Linked DNA regions of Rattus norvegicus: region 2 is linked to region 1. A link is a contact called in public Hi-C data. All regions are on one chromosome and are shown on one strand. Each heading gives the region's core, a stretch centred on a gene start, on an enhancer-like site or on the middle of the called end of the contact. The rest is flanking DNA. Distances are from core to core; before and after follow the strand shown.

Region 1 (4,100 bases), core at 817-3,316:
ACCTCTCCAGTACTACTGGAGATTGTGTGCCATGTGTACCAGGGCAAAGCCTGCAGGAACGAGCCAGAGCTTGCACTTCTTGATTTGGAAAGTCCCTCTTTGATCTCTCATCTGCCCTCATCTAACCTCAATCTTTTCAGGTTTTTGTCACCTACAGTGTGACATGGTCCCTTCAGGGAAACCTACTTTTGTTTTGAATCATCACAGTTTTTCTCATGCATACCATGGCCTGCTAAGGCATGCTTTGTTCTACAAAAGGGTTTTCTCACATGTGGCTGCCTATGTCAGAATTCTACGTCAGACATGGTACCTGAATGTGGGTAACCATGGATTACCAAGGCCAGTCAACAAAAACAATCAACGGCCACGAGAAATGAAGCTGTCCTTCCAGGGGCTACCCTGTCTACCTCATCCCCTGATGTCCTACTGTTGAGAGTCCTACACGGCTGTGGCGGCCTACTGATAGACTGCTGGAGAAGCCACTAAGACTCCTTATAAAAAGGCTCCCGCTGAAGAAGGCCGTTCAGTAATAGCCCACTGTGCACTCGAACCTATCTCTGCAGGCCCATCCCGAGGTTCTTACACGCAATCTTTGTGAATTATCTGTCCTTAGGCAAACGGGTCCAGACTCTGAAGCAAAAGGTATAGGACCAGCTTTCTGTATTGGGTTGCCAATGGCAGTTCAGGCCTATTTGACAAAGTGCTAGGGGATGATGAACACCGGGTCAGGGTCACTGCTGGGGGTGAGACACAGAACAATAGACCACACCTTTGGATGTAATTAGATCCATTTTCTTTTCTTTTTTTTTTTTTTTTTTTTTTTGGTTCTTTTTTTTCGGAGCTGGGGACCGAACCCAGGGCCTTGCGCTTCCTAGGCAAGCGCTCTACCACTGAGCTAAATTCCCAGCCCCTATCTTTTTTTTTTTTTTTTGGTTCTTTTTTTCGGAGCTGGGGACCGAACCCAGGGCCTTGCGCTTCCTAGGCAAGCGCTCTACCACTGAGCTAAATCCCCAACCCCGAACCATTTTATTTTCAAGGTGAATGTGGGGTAGACTATTTGCAGTCTTCCACAGGACCCAACGGCCATACTTGACATTAGCAGGTATAACCCGTGGCCCTGCCTATGAGAGGCTGTTGTGTACTCCCACTGACCTATTTTAAGCTGACCAGCTATAGAGTTCCTCACAGGGGACCTGAGAACTGTAAGGGCCTTACTCAGCTCTCTCTTAGAAGTTTGTTAGACTTCCTAGTCATCTTACTCTGACGATTTATAGAGATTTTAAAGGGATCTTATATTCTGCCGTGGAGACTCCTCTTGTTCATTTTTAGTTCTTTCATACACACTTCCTTTGTGCTACTTCCTAACCACTGCCAGGCAGTTTATGGGCCCTTAATAGGTACATAAACTGAGTAGCCTTGTAGTTTTAATGAGCTCTGCTCAATTAGCTCTCCCTTCCCACCAGCATGGATCCAGTCATACGTACTTTCTCAAACTACTTATTTCTGAGAAGAAAAGAGTTCTTGTATTATTTTCTTTGCTTATATTTGATACACACACAGCTACAAAGAATTAAAAGGCACAAAGAACAGGGTCTTTTAGATGACCTGCAAATGGATGACCAGAGCTCAAGCACAACCAGTTTCCCCTGCAGCTCCTAGGTATTCATATTCTGGTCCAGACCCATTGCTTGGCAGTTCCTGCTGCTTCCTGGGCCCACACTTTTAGTCACCCACATCTACTCTAGCCTGTTGCTACTTACTCCCTCTCTCATGTTTAGGCTAGATCATCAGAGTTGGTGTGTGTTGTTGGAAGGGGGTGGGGGCACGGGAAGGGAAGATATGATTTAAGAAAATCCCATGCTGCTCTATTTACTTAGGACACTTGCCAGGGACACCATCACCCCCACTTTTGCCTTTGTTTGCAATGCTCAGCGCCTTGGGGTGTCATCTCAACCTCTTAGCTTTGTAGCCAGGCCTTTAGGTCAACCCCAGGGTCATGGACAGTGATGTCAGCAGTGATGGGAAGAAGAGAAAAGGTAAGGGCCAGGGTGCAGCCCAGAGTCAAGCCTGCTCAGCATGCCTAAGGTCCTTGTCCCGCCTCAGCAAAGGGACAATATTACGGGAGGGAGCAAAGGAGTTAAGCATGGTAGTGCACACCTATTAGCCAAGCACTGGGGAAGCACAGCCTGCATAGTTGAGGGTAGCCTGAGTAACCTTGCAACAATATGAAACAAACCAAAAATTTACACTGAGAAAAAGAAACTCCCCTAGAGCCATTCTGTGATGGCCCAAGAACAGCTCAGACTCTTCACAGCTGTTGGGTCTAGTTTCTCCTCAGATGGCATAAGTATTTTGCCTTTCTTTCACAACTGTCAATCATCATGAGTCTTAAACTTGTCCTGTCCAGCCTCTTATCCCCACTCATTCCTATTCAAATGACAGTATTCTTAGTTACACAGTGGAAATGACAAGGGCACCCACCTCACATGGTCACTGTGAGAGACCCGGAGCAGACTTTGCCTGAAATCTACATCAAGTGCTTCAATCTTGGAGAGAAACTGGTTTTTTTGAGACCTGATTAAGTAGCCTGGAACTCTGGAACTCCTTGGAAATAATAATATTCCCAGGCCTAAACATTTTGAAATGGACGGAGCACACAGTGCATTCAGAATGAAGAGCATCAGTAAACCAACAGGGCTGCCTTTTGCCCACCAGGGGGCAGCATGTTACCACCCAGCAAGAAGCCGCTCTTACCTATGAGAAGCCAGTAATTCCTCAGGTAGTTCAGCTTGCTCTTGCCTTTGAGTCCAGGGTCAAACTTGAGGTCTGTGCTGGGAGTGATCACACATTCTCCTTTGTCTCCAATGGTGACACCATCTGTCTGGGGTCCTTCGAGCAAAGGAAGAGTGCTGCCTCGAGGCTGTGGGGAAGGGATATGGTGAGCTGGAGGGCTGGCAGGAGTTTCCCTAGGTCCTGCAGCACATCCTCTCAACCATTGTTCCCTAAAGGGACAGTTGTGGCTTATGCAGCTCAACAATCATCAACCATTAAAGCATGACACAAAGACCCTGGGACCAGGCAAGGAAGCTCTACTGACATCTTTTCAGATCTTTTGTTAAAGACAGAACTCGAGCAGCCCAGGCTGTTCTTGAACTCCAGATTCTCCTGTTTCCATCTCACAAATGCTGGGATTACAGGCATCAACTATCATGTCTGGTCCTGCCATGTCAGATTTTTTCTGTTTGGTATTGAGAACCAGGAAGATCATGCATTATAAAACTCCAAGAAGCTACTATTAGAAATCTACGAAACGATGTAAGAATCTATACGGTCACAGACAATGCAATTGACAGTGTGGAATAAACCACAGACACCGGTGAGTTAATAGAGTCACGAGTGGCCTCACGGCTATGCAGCCGACCCACTCACCAGGCAGACAGGACAACCTGCCCAGGGAGTAGCACGTCAGGAGTACAATGTCCAAGTCTCTCGGTGAGGATGCTCGAAGCAGGCTGGAGAAGCCTGAGGAGGCATGGGGCACTCAAAAAGGGTTTGAGCAGGGGAAAGGAAGTGAGAGACCAGCAACCAGAAAAAAAATAGGGAAGTCTGGGTGATCGTGGAAAACACGATGCTTGTCTGAACCATGCAACCCCTCAAAACTAGCAGAGTGGTAGCTAGGCGTGGTGGGACTAGCTTGAAGAAAGCCTGAAGGTTAGATCTGAACACAGACCCATGGGGAGCGAGTGCTTCCTGGCTTCAGGATGCTACTTCTGTCAGCATCTGCTTTAACGTAGGATGTGGATTGGTAGAAGCTGCCCATGATTCATTCAGCTCTGCGTTTCCCTTCTTAACCAGATGTTTACATAAGACTCAATGTCACTTTTTGCTAAAAAAGGAACAAAAGTAGTCAAGAGACTGCATCTTTGGGTCCCGCAGTTGACTCACCACAACAGCGACCCCCTCGTGCACCATCGAGGGCGAGGCATAGAGGCTGGTGGAGTACTTCCCCACATACAGAGTGGGCCTGAGGGAAAACAGAAACACACATTCTTAAGTCATTTTATGGTCAAACCATAAACTGTGGCTTTTATGATATCAGA
Region 2 (4,100 bases), core at 1,110-3,609, 320 kb after region 1:
GTGTGGAATCCACAATGTGAATCTTTGTTCCCTGCACAAAAGTACTCAAGATATGGTATAAAATTATCTTTGGGTTAAATATATAACTATAGAGTGGATGAATGACCTTTGTCTGGTCTTGGCAATATCTCATCTCTATATATTATCCGTGAAACAATAACCCAAGATCTGAACAAATGAATTGGAAAATCTAAAGTACTTTGGGTCCTAAGCATTTTGGATATGGAATATACAGCTCATGATAGCAGCAGATGTTAGGAATGGGAGCCAGGGGGGCTGGAGAGATGGCTCAGAGGTTAAGAGCACTGTCTGCTCTTCCAGAGGTCCTGAGTTCAATTCCCAGCAACCACATGGTGGTTCACAACCACCTATAGCCAGGTCTGGTGCCCTCTTCTGGCCTGTAGTTGCATACATGCAGGCAGAAAGCTGTATGATGTATACATAATAAATAAATAAATGTAAAAAAAAAAAAAGAAAGAAAGAAAAAAAAAAAAAGGAATGGGAGCCAGGAGGAAGTGGGATGATTCCCAGGGACAGATGAGGAACCCTTGTGTTACTAGAATGGTTCAATGTCCCCCAGCTCCAGTATTTTTTTTAAGGTATTATCCAGGCTGGAGAGATGGCTCAGTAGTTAAGAGCACTGACTGCAGGGGTTGGGGATTTAGCTCAGTGGTAGAGCGCTTGCCTAGCAAGCGCAAGGCCCTGAGTTTGGTCCCCAGCTCCGGAAAAAAAAAAAAAAAAAAAAAAAAAAAGAGCGCTGACTGCTCTTCCAGAGGTCCTGAGCTCAAGTCTCAACAATCACATGGTGGCTCACAACCATCTGTAATGGGATCTGATGCCCTCTTCTGGTATGGCTGAAGACAGCTACAGTGCACTCATATATAATAAATAAAAATTTAAAAAAGGTATTATCAGTCAGGTATGATGGTAAATACCTTTGATCCCAGCACTGAGGAGACTGAGCTATGTGGTTCTCTGTGAGTTCGAGGCCAGTGTGCTCTCCATAGCAAGTTCTAGGCCAGCCAAGTCTATACGGTAAGACCCTGTCTCAGAAATATATAAAATAATATTTTTAGCCTTGTATGTGCATATGTTTGGGCATATGAATGCCACATCATATATGGGGAGGTCAAGGACAACTTTGTGGAGATAAGTCTCTCCTTCTACCTTTATGGGCATTATGGCGGTCAAATTCCAGTTGCCAGGTTTCCACAGAAAGCATTTCCACCCCCAAGCCGTCTCGCTGCACCCTATGCGGGGTGTTGACTGGTTTTCTGGCACACGAATCTGCACAGGTAACAAAGCTACACAGAGTATCACCCACAAGCAGACACAAAGAACACACGTAATACCAAGAAGAGTCTGATCTCTGGGTGGACTCCACGGGAATTCCCACCCTCGAGGTGTTTAAGACAGGGTCCTGTGTGGGGCTGGCTGGTCTTGAGTTCACATCCATCTTCCTCCTCCTGCTTAGTTCATGTGTTACCATGACTACCGACACCGAATATTACCATTGAGGGAGCAGGACGAAGGGTTAGCCCATACCGTTCACTACACATGAACATGAACATTTTATTGTCGAGATTTAAAATACCTTCTTTTGAAAGGGGAGGGAGGCAGTCTCCTGTCCTTGGAGGATATAAGGGCTGAGGCCACTGTTGTCGGGGTATCACAGCATCTCTGGGACTCCCAGAGTCTTAGGCTCTGTCGGACTTTGTGAGACCCTTTAGGCTGTAGAGCGTAGTGTGGAAGTCCCCTATTTCTGCTGGTTCCCAAGCACTCAGAGGAGCATCCTCTGGGCCAGAAGAGGCGAAGTGAGCTGTGCTAAAGGCCTTACCACCAAGGACTAGCATTGTCCTTAGCACCTGGTGATATGATTGGCCAGTGACTGCCAGGCCTGGCAGTGAGTTGAAACATCCTAAGGGGCTTCCTTCATTGTCTCTGGGACCCTCTTAGTGCTTGCCCAGTGACCTTTTGATCCCCAAATCTGGCATAGGTATATGAAGCCCTCACCTGCAGCTTTAATCGGAGAACAGATTCCTACTGAGGTCTCCCAAGCTGGTAGCACCCATAGTGAGACTTTGACCACACAAAGGGCCTTGACATTTCGGTTCTCGGCTACCTGAGAACTATAGATCCATTTTTAACCCCCTGACTCCAGAGGCCCCTGAAGGAAGGAGAAGGCTGGGCCACTGAGGCTGTATTGTTCTGTGCCAGCATTGTTCAGGTCCTCGCTGACCCAGAAGGCCCCTGGAGCCCAGGGGAATCCAGCCTGATTGTTTTTCCCAAGCCCCGGTCCTTCAGGTGTGAGTGGCAGTGCTGAGGCCACGTAGGTTACTGTGGCATTTCTGCGGCAGGAAAGAGGAAGGAACTGTGACCTGCGCTGCTGTGGCATCAACAATGCGTCCCCAACAGCAGTGGCAGGGACAGCGGAAGAGAGCTCCGTTTCCATAGCGATAAATCACTGGGAAGGGAGCTAGCTCCAGGATTTTTCCCTTCTCTGGGTTCCCTGCAAACCCACACCAGGCGCCAGGGTGGTTGGAAGCCCCAGCCTCTAAGTAGTGTGTCTGGGTCTTCAGAAACACAAGTCCAACATGGCCTGGTAGGGAAGCACGTACAACCCCAGAATTCCTGACACTGAGGCAGGAGAATTAGCTGGTTTTGACTGGGCCACATAAGGAGTTCCAATCCAGCCAAGATTACAGAGAACAAGGAAGACCTTATCTCAAGACAACAAAAAGCAGGTAGGGTGGCTCAGTGGATAAAGAGTAGCTGCAGCCAAGTCTGATGATCTGAGTTCAATTCCTGGTACCCACATGGTGGAAAGTGGGAAGGAGAGACCCAATGCCAGCAAGCTGTCCTGTGTCCTATGTGCACTATGTCAGAAATAGTCAGACAGACAGACATACATGCACGCGTACGCGTGCGCACACACACACACACACACGCACACACGCGCGCGCGCGCACACATGCGCACACATGGACACACATTTTGGGTATTTTGTTTGTTTGGTTGGTTTGGTTTTTTTCAGGCAGGGTTTCACTACATAGCTGTGGCTGTCCCGGGACTCACTCTGTAGACCACGCTCGCTAACCTCAAACTCACAGAGATCAGCCTGGCTTTCCCTCCCAAGTTCTGGGATTAAAGGCATGCGCCACCACTGCCCAACTTCAAACATACAATTTTTAATGCCAAAAAGGAAAGAAAAAGTTCCTATCCCAGCCCTCTCTCCTTTTTTGTTTGGTTTTATGTTTGAGCCAGGCTCTCCCTGGCTGTCCCGGAACTCACCAGGCCGGCCTCAAACTCACAGAGCTCTGCCTGCCTCTTCCTCTTCACCAGCCACAGTGCCGAGATGAAAGGAGTACACGCCTTGGGCAGCTTGTTGATCTCTGCTGTGGTTTTAAAGTAGAAGTCAAGGGTCTGAGAGATGCTTCAGCTGCTGGAGATGTGAGCCTTGGAACCTGCATTCCACCTCAGAATCCAACCAAAGGTAGAAGCCGAGAGCCAGTTCCACAAAGCTGCCCTCTGACCTCCATGCACACCGTGGCACGCGTGCCTGTGTACACACTCCACGCACTCACACACGGGACAAAAATTTTAAAAGACAAAAAGGCAAGAGTCAGGCGTGTGGCGTGGTGTATGTTCACAGTCCTACCGCTTGAGAGACTGAGGCAGGAGGGCGGAGAGACGGCTCATCAGTGAACACTTCTGCTCTCCCAGAGGGTTTGTGACTCCATAGGACACCTGGGATGCATAGGACCCATGGACATACATACAGGCAAAATGACACACAGATTAAATAAGTGGATAAGTACTAAAGGGGCCATCTTTATGAGTACTCCCTGGTCGAAATGCTTTGACATTCTTTTTCTTCTTTTGACATAGGTGTTCTCTGTGTAGTCTTGGCTGACCTGGAGCTTACTCTATAGACCAGGCTGTCATGCTGTGACTATAACGGGTGTTTAGCAAAGGTGTCTCATGACTGGTTATGCTTTAGCCCCTGAGCACACTGCTAGGCACATTATCCTGAATATTTCCTTTGGTTATACGTCCCTTTCAGACTGGCCCAGACAACAAAGGACCAACATTTTGTCAGA

The links. Hi-C and Micro-C count contacts between places; a contact is called where the count stands out from the background.
Region 2: a Hi-C map of the A7r5 cell line shows a contact between it and region 1, with 6 times the contacts expected there. The contact joins two enhancer-like sites. A contact is called at or near these places in 6 of 12 Hi-C or Micro-C datasets (the A7r5 cell line, the Rat2 cell line, Schwann cells and 3 more).

The regions. Positions count from the first base shown.
Region 1 is chr10:91,848,260-91,852,359 of GRCr8, forward strand. It overlaps Ern1 (endoplasmic reticulum to nucleus signaling 1), which reads right to left. Exons shown (of 22, transcript NM_001191926.1): 9 at 3,946-4,024; 10 at 2,755-2,920. Among named protein-coding and RNA genes, the nearest start is that of Icam2, 35 kb to the left of the region's middle. Within about 2 kb of position 2,067, at least 3 of the 93 cell types and tissues checked have an H3K27ac peak or open chromatin away from gene starts, as enhancers often do.
Region 2 is chr10:92,167,397-92,171,496 of GRCr8, forward strand. No RefSeq gene overlaps it. Among named protein-coding and RNA genes, the nearest start is that of Pecam1, 18 kb to the left of the region's middle. Within about 2 kb of position 2,360, at least 15 of the 93 cell types and tissues checked have an H3K27ac peak or open chromatin away from gene starts, as enhancers often do.